Regions from separate parts of the Xenopus tropicalis genome. Here region 2 is linked to region 1. The links are chromatin contacts, called in public Hi-C maps. All regions are on one chromosome and are shown on one strand. Each heading gives the region's core, a stretch centred on a gene start, on an enhancer-like site or on the middle of the called end of the contact. The rest is flanking DNA. Distances are from core to core; before and after follow the strand shown.

Evidence for each region. Hi-C and Micro-C count contacts between places; a contact is called where the count stands out from the background.
Region 2: a contact with region 1 is called in a Hi-C map of neurula embryo, with 1.5 times the contacts expected there. The contact joins the enhancer-like site here to the promoter of tmem161b in region 1. A contact is called at or near these places in 4 of 5 Hi-C or Micro-C datasets (brain, gastrula embryo, neurula embryo and 1 more).

The regions. Positions count from the first base shown.
Region 1 is chr1:179,739,758-179,745,308 of UCB_Xtro_10.0, forward strand. It overlaps tmem161b (transmembrane protein 161B), which reads left to right and starts at 2,863. Exons shown (of 13, transcript XM_004910454.4): 1 at 2,863-2,953; 2 at 4,048-4,114. The coding sequence starts at 4,112.
Region 2 is chr1:179,809,501-179,815,051 of UCB_Xtro_10.0, forward strand. No RefSeq gene overlaps it. Among named protein-coding and RNA genes, the nearest start is that of tmem161b, 70 kb to the left of the region's middle. Within about 2 kb of position 2,846, at least 4 of the 11 cell types and tissues checked have an H3K27ac peak or open chromatin away from gene starts, as enhancers often do. A contact at or near this core is called in gastrula embryo and neurula embryo, where this site is marked.

The DNA.
Region 1 (5,551 bases), core at 1,613-4,112:
ATTAGGATTGGAAAAAATTCGGAGTAACCATGATAATTTCAGATGTTTGAAAATGTCAGAGAAATTTGTTTTTTGGACGTACAAAAATACGATGATAGTTACGATCTGAAAGTTACAAAATTATCATATCCAAATGATTGTAAACGGTGCGAAAAACTTTCTGCAGCTCCAACCTGGCCAAAAGATAGTCACGATACCAAAGCTTGAATGAATAACAAAATTTTCAGTCGTTGCGAAAAGTACGACTTTTTACTAACTAAGTTGGGATTTTTTACACTGTTTAAAGGGGGATGTGATAACTATGTATAAATATAAAAGGACACCAATGCTTTATTTACTAGGAGATCCTTCAAGGAGTCACAAGGGCATCCACTTTGAAGGGATGTTTCATCTTATGGTGTTGAAAAAGTCAAGCGGTTGTGCTGGAACATATGCTTCAAGAAAGGATTGAATGCCTTGAGAAAATATATCAAATGAGAATTTTTTTTAAAAAAAAGCATTATTGGGACATCAATCTATCCTGCTGCTCCTCCCAATTTGTGTGCAAAAAGAGATGGAACTTTGAGACCACGCATTGACTAATTGACAGAATTTCCAGATTTATCTGTTGTGACCTATCTAGAAGATATACTAATCTTCTAATATAATAATTGTTTTCAGGTTCTGTTGAAATACTGTTGAAAATGTTATGTGAAAATCATCTGTACACAAAATTCACATTCACATTTTGAATGTACTTAAATTCAATTGCTGGGATATATCAACTCATCATCTGGGATTAAGATGGATCCAGAGAAAGTTTAAGATGTTTTGAAGTGGCCCTGCCCTAATAATCTGAAAGATGACCAACAATTTTTGGGTTTTGCCAATTTCTACAGATGTTTCACTAAAACTTTTTCCAAAATAGCTTCTTCTTTCATTCAACCTGCTAAAAAAAAAGGTAAACTTCCTGGTTGGTTCCCTCAAGGGGGGGGGGGGGATTTTCTCTCTTAAAGTCCTCTTTACTTCAGCTACCATTCTGGACCACATCATTTTTGTTACTCAATCACTGTTGAGGTAGATGCTTACGAGTTCTCTCACAAAGGCAAGGCCAACAGCTACTATTCATCCTTATGTGTATTTTTCTCATCTTCAGCTGAAAATAATTATGACATAGGCAACAAAGAACTTCTTTCAACCAAAGAAGGCTTCTAGATATGTAGAAAGTATTTGGAAAATTTCATATACCCGCTCACTCCTCTACACTCCACATTCCTCTAGGTTTAATTAGCGCATTACCTTCAGACCCCCCCAGTCTCCAAACAGATGATTGCTATATTGGCCTGTGTTGACCATTTCACTAAAATGATCCATTTCTTGAGTCCTATTAAAACACGTTATCTAAAGAGATAGTAAGGGATAGAGATTCATCATTTAGATTCTGAAAGTCTCTGTATAAATTTTGTTTTTATTATGATCAATAGAAATCCAATTTCCTAATGGAAACTCAAAATCTTAGAGGTCTATACAAAACCTATTTTACCCTTAGTAAAATAAGAAACAAATTAATTCACAATGGTAATAATGAATAATACATGGTCATAGTTTCAGTCTGGGCTAAAAATGATCATTGTCTTTAAAAATGGCCCCTTTTTTGGAACTCCCTAAAAATACTCTCTGGTCTGTTGATGTTTCAAATGAGGAGGGGGTATGTCCTAAAGATCCTGACCAGAAGCACAGTAGGAAGGGGAATGCCAATCACAACCCTGCAGTCACACAAGCAAAGAAAGGAATCAGTTCTCCATCAGGTCCACCTAGCTGCTGATTGGTTGCTATCCTACAGTGCAGTGTGCTAAGTGCAGCTGGCCTCCCTTCAGTCAGAGAATTCATGCAGCTGGAAGTGGAAAAGATGGGTGGGAATGGTGGGTTTGAGAACATTTTTGAATACATCACTCTGAAACAACTTTTTAAAGCACATTCCATGGCAATTCACAGCATTTAATCCGCAGCAAGCATCTACTGGTTGCTATGGGTTACTAGACCGTTACAGCTTCAACTGCATTACCATAATGTAGCTTCATCATCCCACTTCTCGTACGTAATCGCTCTGTACAGAGCTGTTAACCTCTGATGCTGGTTTATAGGTGGATCTGTGCAGCAGGCGCAGCTAATGCCTGGAAGTAACATCACGGAAGAGGGCACCTGCCTATATGAAGCCAATAGACAATACTCACACATGAGCAATTGCTTACTAGGGTATCTCCAACTGCTTACTGCACATGGCTGCCCAGAATATAAGCACAACTTTGGGAGAATGCTACAGAGCCACAGATCAACATCCACTGCTTTTAAAACTAAAGCCCCAAGACTTAATCTGACCCTACCTATCCATTACAACATGGCGGCTTTATACTTCAAGGTCAATAGTTTATTGACCGTTTTACAAATGACATATTCATGCTCTCATTAAAAACCGGATGAAAACTATTTTGTTTAAAAAAAAAAAAAAAAAAAAGTTTCAGTTTTTACTGAACTGGACCTCAGAACACCACCTTGTAGCCAAAATGCTTGGGAACGAGCTGCAAAAAGTAGTTTAGCTGCCATAGAAATGCCACCAACCCAAAGCATCTTAACCCAAACAAACAGAAAGCCGCCGGTCACTGCGCCTCCACTCACAAGCTGAACATTCTGTGAGACTGCGCAGTGAAGACAGGGTCCTTTATCCTCCGCGGCTGTCTTGACAATTGCCTACCCGTAAAGACGCAAAACAAACATTAATAACATTCAACTTTCACTTCCTTAATTAGTAAATTGCAATGAAAGATAAAAGGAATTTAAACAAAAATCAACCTGTGGCGAGGTATATGTTGTAAGCGGTGCGCGGCGCTTGATATCAGGCAGGTGTTAGCCAGCCCAACTGCTGGGTTATTAGGTCCTTGCGTGACCTCCAGTTTATGAAGTGCTGTGGGTGCCGGTAAGTAGAGGGAGCGGTGTGTGGGACACAGATGTGAGGGAGGCTCGGCTGTTGTCACTGGGGTATTTATGTATGGCAGTATATGTAACGCAGCACGCTAAAGCTTGTGAATAAGGGGCATTGCGGCTTATACATGCCATGTGATAGTTCCACGGAGACCAAGGGTATCAGGTGTGTAATTACTGCAAATATTCTCACACATAATGGGAAATCCTTTACTCACAATCATACGTGTTAAAACCATCACAGGCTTGGTTTCCTAAGGAGAACTGTATGTTACATGGAGCTTTTTCTTATTTGCACCACTGACATATACAGGCTGACAGCTCTGGTATACCTTTCTATATACATTTAGATCTGTGCACTACACACCCTGCCTGCTGTATCCCTGTCCCACTCACACACCCACTGAGAATGTTTGCCCCTGTACACCTTACACACACTCACACACACACTCACTCACACTCACACTGATTGTTCTGGATCTCTGTAGCCTGTACATTGGGATACATGTATGATATGAAGGCTGCATGTAACTTTGCACATTATTATGATACATGTTTGTTATCCTGACAATGTCATTATCAGCACTGAATGCCCACCTTATTAGAAGTATAACTTCCTTATTGATCTTGTACTTAAGTCCGGGAAAATAATGAATAAGCCCTTAACAATCATGGTGGATAAAATACAATTAGTATCACCACTGCAATGACACATTGTAATGTAAAAGCATGCTTTTTTATAAAGCTGTATAAATACTTTTGCCAAGTGTGAACAGATTGTTACATTGGTACCTGGATTTGGCCAGTAATTTCAATGGACTTTACCAGTTGGTGTAAAATGGCATAGATTTCAGTGTAAATTTGGTGCAATGGCAATGCTTTACATGGCGCTTAATATTTTATGTCACGTGAAAGAACAGCACACCTTGTAAATATGCCATGTATTTCATACCACTTTTTTTTACATCATTCATTCTACACAGCTTTCTAGTGTCTAGTTGTGTTGAATTTTTGATTTGGCTACTTATGCATCCTGCAAATAGTCTTATAAGTACTTTACTGCATCCTAAAGCCTGTTTTGTTTTCTAGAGTATATTTATGAAATTAGAAAAAGCATTTTACAGTTGGCAAAAGAAAAGCTTCAGCAAAAGAGATGGTAAGTCCATACCTAAACATTATTTCACTATGCTTTCTTCAGCACATCAGTTATTTTTTTAATCATTCAAGTTGGTCCCTAGCTGGAATTCCAACCAAGGAGAACTTTAAATAGTACCCAAGTTGGTTTGAACCCACAGTTTCAGTTGTGCGAGCTAGCAATGCAAACACAAGCTTTATAACAAGTTTATATAGTATCCTCTTGGTGTGTTTCTGTAACAAAGAGCTAATGTAAACATTTCTATTTTTCCCAATACGTTTGACAAGACAATAGTATATATAAAGATATGTGATTATTTTTAGCCTCTGTAAAATGGTAGCATACAACATAATTATATATGAGTATGGGTGTTACCAATTAGAACAAAGAACTGTTCTTATGCCACATCAGGTGGCACAGTCCTCAAGGCCGAACCAAGGTTAGCTTGAGAACAGCATCCATCCAAGTCAGGGGGTGGTGCCTGCAGCTGGGCTTTAAACAATAATACAGTACATAGGTGACAAGACCTGCTTTAGAGCTTTAACTCCATTGGTACTGGAATTAAGAGTAACATGAATTGCTTCATGGACCACTGAAAGGGGAACATAGGAAATCTGCCTACACAGATGTATTCTTTATCACAGAGATGTCCTTCCTCTTGTCTCTTTGACACTTGGTTGTAATCTTTAATATACCTTTAACCCCTGTTTGTTCTATTAATTGTTTTGTTGCATGCATAAGTATATTTTTATTTATAAGTATATATAAATAAAATATACATACATACATACATGAATGGGATACATCTGTCAGCATTTATGCGAATGCCTGGTGTCAAATAGGGATATTGAGCGTTTCCTGCTGACTGAAATTGGCCTTCCACTGACTGAGAATTATTACATAGACCACCTCCTATCCATTGAAAATGCAGATATGAGCACTTTTCTATCTGAAAATGCTCTTGTGAAGTAAATGGGAACCAAGTCATGCATTGAAAGGCAATTCTCTGCCTGCATAGAAAATACTGCATGTAAGTGAACTACATAAGTATTGTTTTTTTCATAATTATTTAATGTGTGGATAGACCAGGAAAACTGTGTTTTTCCCTAGTGTAGGAACTCTGAGTACTAGTGAAAGTCACCTTAATGATAATCATATTTACATTTAAGTTATGCCTTTGGCTGACACTCCTTTATTCTTTATCTTGCCCTTCGCTGACCTTGCTTTTACCTGTGGGGTTTAGCTTGCTTTTGTAAACTCTTAGTTCTTTTTTATGCAATTGGCCTTTTTTTTATTTTTTATTAAACCAGCTTTGTGTGCTTCAGAGCTTTTCAACTGGCTGGCTGAAAGGTCCCCATGAGCAATTGGAAAAACACAAAAGTGCAGAATGAACACTTTTCAGTCCAAACATGGTTACCAGAGCAGTTTGGGAAACTGAATTCATTGGAAACCTCTGTA
Region 2 (5,551 bases), core at 1,596-4,095, 70 kb after region 1:
TACCTTTTCAGTCTTTCAGAACATTCGATATACTTCATAAAAGGCATCACTCCTTTGGAAATAATATCATTAGACACGTTAATGTTTCTTTTTTTATTTTCTATCAATCAATTACATGAATATATAGACAATGCACAAACATTTATATTTTCAGGTTGTGCAGTGCTGGCATATAACAAGTCTCTGTTTGCCAAGGGCATGTAACAGCCACAAAAAGACATCATTAACACATTTCACTGTAATATTTTAGAAAATTCTAATGATAAAGGTAAAGAAAATACATTAATAGCATGATATTAAAACACGGTCATTTGGATTTTCGGCACTTATAATATGCTTGGGGTTTAAGGCGTTTGTTATTGTACGATTCAATCAACTATTTAAAGCAGAGGATAAAGCAGCTTTTTCAGAGGAGTAAAAGCCTTAATCCCGCACACTTACTTCTTGAGATATGCACAGATATTACAAAGATGTGTTGCTACTGCATATTCTGAAAGAGAAATTGCTTCAGAATATGGAATGGGTGCTCATTTCAGCTCTGCGTTCTACAAGGAAAGCCCAGCATATTTAATTGGCTTTAACGAATGCAGGGAATCTAAGTAGGAGCACAATTTCCCAGTGATGCTATTCTGTAAACCAGCCTCATCAATCTACAAAGAGAATAAATGTACATATATTTACAGGGATCCGCGCTCGGGCTTTCATCATCTTTTCTTTTAAAAAGCAAATAGTCACAGCATTGCAGAGCAATCAAGTTTATAGTGACGGCTACCACAAGCAAAGGCCTATGTTACATTTTGTTTGTGTGTTTGTAGTGAAATCTTTTTTCTCTTCCTCTGTCCCACCGCCTCTTTATTTTTCTGCAGTCAGTACATTTTTGCTTGGGATTGTTCAAAAGATACAGCTTCTAAACAAGTGCGTAATCTCCAGTGATGTCACAAAGGGACAAACGGAAAAAAAATCCCATTCGCTTTGAAAGTAAAATTGTTAATGTTTAGTAAAATCATGTTTGTTTGCCGTAAATCTATAAAAGCAATGTAGCTTTACATCAATAAGGTCTTTAATGTTGCTCCCATTTAGCATTGTATAGCATTAGCTAAAACGGAGTCTTTTATACCTTAGATTTTAGGAATTAGTTTGATGTGTAAAACTAATAGATAAGTGTGGGATTCCAGTCTTCCTGCATCACTTACCCTTGTAAGGAAGCTTCCCAGAGTTTTTCTATTCTCAGAATCATAACATTTTTTAAAAATGTACAGGACTCCCCCGACACACACAGCAAATTAAAACATCCAACAAACCCCTGTCAACAAAACATTGTGCCTTATCCACTGGGACCTATTTACCCAAAGTTTTTCATCTGTGGCAACTTTTGTCTTATTATGGACAATAATACTGCAAGGGTTAAAAGACAGTGATTCTAGGAATAGTAAAATAATACTTTATATGTGGTCAAAAAGCCAAAATGTAAGCGGGTCTCTCCGTAGGCTCATTACCCCCATCCTGGCATTTTTGCATTAGGGTATGTGTTTACCTTTGCAATGTATAACTGTATGTCTCTCAAGATAATCAGGAGCACATGCCTGTATGGCATGAGAGCCCCTATTTGAAATCCTTTTACCAAAATACCTTTAAATTAGGGGAAGGCCCCATAGACTCCATTTGAATCAAATATTTCACATTTTTAAAAATGATTTCCAACTACATTGTAGTTGATTGTAACTAAACTGCTTGAATCCATGTTGGTGCCAAAATAATCCTTTTAGGTTTATTTAATGTTTACATGATTTTAAGCAGAATCCAGGTATGCAGGTTCAAATTACAGAAAGATCCCTTATCCAGAAAACCCCAGCTCCCCAGCCTTCTGGATAATAGATTAGATCCTATACCCATATAATGTAATAATTTTGCTCCCACATATAGCCCTATTGCTACGTGTCCTGATCATTCTATATGTCATATATATTCCAACATACGGCCTATAGACCAACCTGTAGACTAAACCCCTATTGAAAAGTTGTAATAAAGGATGAAGTGTTTACAACTGTGCAGGGGTGAAGTTCTAGATAAATATGACATGCCATATCTACAAAATATGCTTACAAGCTCTTGGAAAAATAGCTTATGTTTTGCCGCTAAGCGGAAGTTTTCATTGGTCAAAGGTACAAATTTTAACCATCATTTTTACTTTCTCATTTCTACTGAAAAAATCTCAATAAATATCAAAGAAAACAGGAAAAAAAGTTTCCTAACACTAAAATAATACTTTTCCTATTCATAAAATGCCAACATTTTTCATTTAGTCACAAATCGGCTGCATCAGTTCCCAGCAAAGAATCAACGTACAGCTTTTTGGTTCTTATTGTTGCTGTTGTTTATTGCAATTTGTATAGATGTCTGTGCTTGATTATCTCAAAGTATTATTAGTCTGCATAAAGCACAGGCCTCTGTTGCCTCATCAGTGAATATTTAGGCTCGCCATACTGTATCCGGATTAGAGGGTCAGACTTTACTCTTTTAACAAAAGTTAGACAAATAAGAAACACACCCACCCACAAACTATAGGGCTTAGCTGCGTTTTTGTTTGTGTGAATGAAAATGAAAAGACACTTCTCTGATTCACGCTGCTATTGTTGGTTTAGTTTAGCTCCCTCTCAATCAATATCTAACAGGGCATGATTTAATAAGGTTTTATAATCTCCCAAAATGTGTATGGGGGGGAGGAAACTGTGGTATTGTCATTCATCAAAGGGAACCTTTCAGGTTTCTTTGCTTTCACCTGCTGAGCTCCATTTGGTCTCTTTCAAAGAGAAAGCAATGGTAAAGTGAATGAGAAATGCTAGGATAACAGTCCCTTATTCCACCCAATGGCATAATCAATGGGTACTCGTATTCCCTATTGTGCCTCACAGAGGTAGCTGTAAGACAATTAAAACTCGCTTCCCAGACAAATGAATTTAGGAGTTAACCTGAAGCATTTAACAAGAGAATGAATGAACTTGTACAAGTGATGTAACTGGATACTGGGCAAGTGGGGAATAAAAAGAAAAACCTGTTTTTATTCCCATTAATAAAAAGATTACACACACAGAACGTAAAGCTGAACTCTGCTTTTAAAAAATGTGTTGTTGTCAATAGACTTTACTTTGCCATCAGGGGAGGCAATAGGAAATGAAAAATAAATGGCGTTCTGTCGTTTTTCATGATGTCATTTTTTTTTTTTGCCTGCGTTCACCATTGCAGCACATTTGCCGCTGCATTTCATCAGGAAAATTAAGCTTAATACGCAAGGAACGTTGAAACGGTTAAACCTCAGTTTAAAGTGACAGCCAATTTAGACTTCATTACATTTGCATGAGCCAAATTCAGCATCTGATATTTTCCCTGCCTGATTTTTTTTTCTTTAATGCCATCAATGGAGGTAGGGTTTTAACGAGATGAGTTGTTCTGTCGGAAGCTGAGAAATCCCACCTTCTACTGCCTTGGACCCTTTAAATAATCATTCTACCAGCGAGCAACTGTGGCTCCTAATTAAACACACCCTCTTCCTTTTTTGTCTCTTAAAGAAGAGAGGCAAAGACACAAAGGGGCATGCTAATGAAAGAGACTGCTGCCTGTTTAATCTCTCCTTCGTCATCATACTGACGCTCCGTTAATATAGCTTTCCAGAAACTACACTGCTTGCTCACTAATATCCTACCTGTGGCCTCACAGCATGGTCACAACTACAGGTGCAGAGGGAGGCTGGGAGTTTTAGCTCAGCAACAGCTTGAGGGCCGCAGGCTGGACATACTGGCGATAAAGAAACCTCTTCTCACTCTTTCACTGTCTCTCTCATTTATATAGATATACAAACATGTGCCTGTGTGTATATACATAAATATAGATTACCATGCAGAAATTGTAATTGTTTCCCTTGATATTATATAGTATATGATCAAAGAAGGTGTGTGTGCATGTATATATATATATATATATATATATAGACCTCCTTCTTTCTGTGTCCCATAACACCTGACACTTATAAGGTTTGTGTGTGTATGTATGTATATATATATATATATATATACAGTATATATATATAATATTCCTTTATTATTTATTATACTTTATTCCTTTTGTGTTTTATGACACTTTGAAAGTGTGTTTGTATATATCTATATATTTAAAGCTATTAATAAATATAAATATTTAGATTGTAAGCTCTACAAGGCAGTAACCTCCTTTCTTCTGTGTCTCATAACACCTGGCACTTAGAAGGTTTGTGTGCGTGTGTATATATAGATATATATATATATTTTTATTTATACATATTTATTTAGATTGTAATCTCTACAAGGCAGAAACCTTCTTTCTCTCGTGTTTTATAACACTGCGCACTTTGAAGGTGTGTGTGTATATTAGATTGTAAGCTTTACAAGACAGCAACCTCCTTCCATCTCTGTCTCATAACACCTGGAACTTAGAAGGTTTGTTTTAGCAAGGCAGAGACCTGCTTCTTCTGTGTTTTAACACCTGGCATTTAATCACTGTAGTTGTTTATTTATTGCACTGCCTGTTCCTCCTGTCTGTACCTTTACTGTACTGTAAAAATGTACATAGCTTAGTGCATATTTAAGTAGCACTATATATATTTTTTATTATATATTTCATAAACAAATAGGAATATGTTTATATGTCCAACTGACACAAATCTATTTAGCCTAGTTGTGGAAATGGCAATAATATTCAATTATTATTTGTATTACTTTTCATTTGACCACAGAAGTGGCAATTTTTTTTTAGGGCTTTTACATAGAGTTTCTAAAACAGTTGCTTCTCTCCAAATTCAGAACAGACCCACGATACAATTATCTATCAAATTTACATTCCATTAAGGAAGAAAAAGGGGGGGGGGGGGAATATATTTTGCTTTATAAAAAAGAAAGCAGAAGAGGAAAGCATTGGGAGATTATGAAGCAGCTATCACATAACCTATTGTTGCTGTAAATGATCTATTTCTCCATTGTTGTAAAAAAAAAATGTATATAGTTAAGAAAAATCATTAGAGAAAAAAAGTAATAAAAAAAATAAAGCACATTTAGTGAAATTCACCAAATCCTGTAGCGCGTCGATCAATCAAACATTTACAATTTATTAGAAACCTCTAGACACTCTTCTAGTGTATCTTTTTCCTTGTGAAATAAATGAGTCTGCTCTCTTGGCCACTATGCAATATCTTCCTCTAAGCATATGTAAATTCCCTATAAGAGGCTTGCAAAGAGTCTCTTAAAACATAGCCGAAACATCCAGTGATTTATTATGCATGCACTGCTGAGCATACAGGTTTAATTTCACCCCTTTGCTATTGTTTTTTATGTGTGCACTTGACTAGGAATTAAATAGTCATTTTTATTGATGTTTTGTCAAATGTACAGCCCAATAAATGGGGTGGAATATAATATTGCCTCATACTGTGAAAGTGCCTTTAGCCACAAATGCATATCTGGCTAAATAAATATATTTATAAATAAATTTAGGTATGGGGAGAGATCAAGTCAAAGCACACATA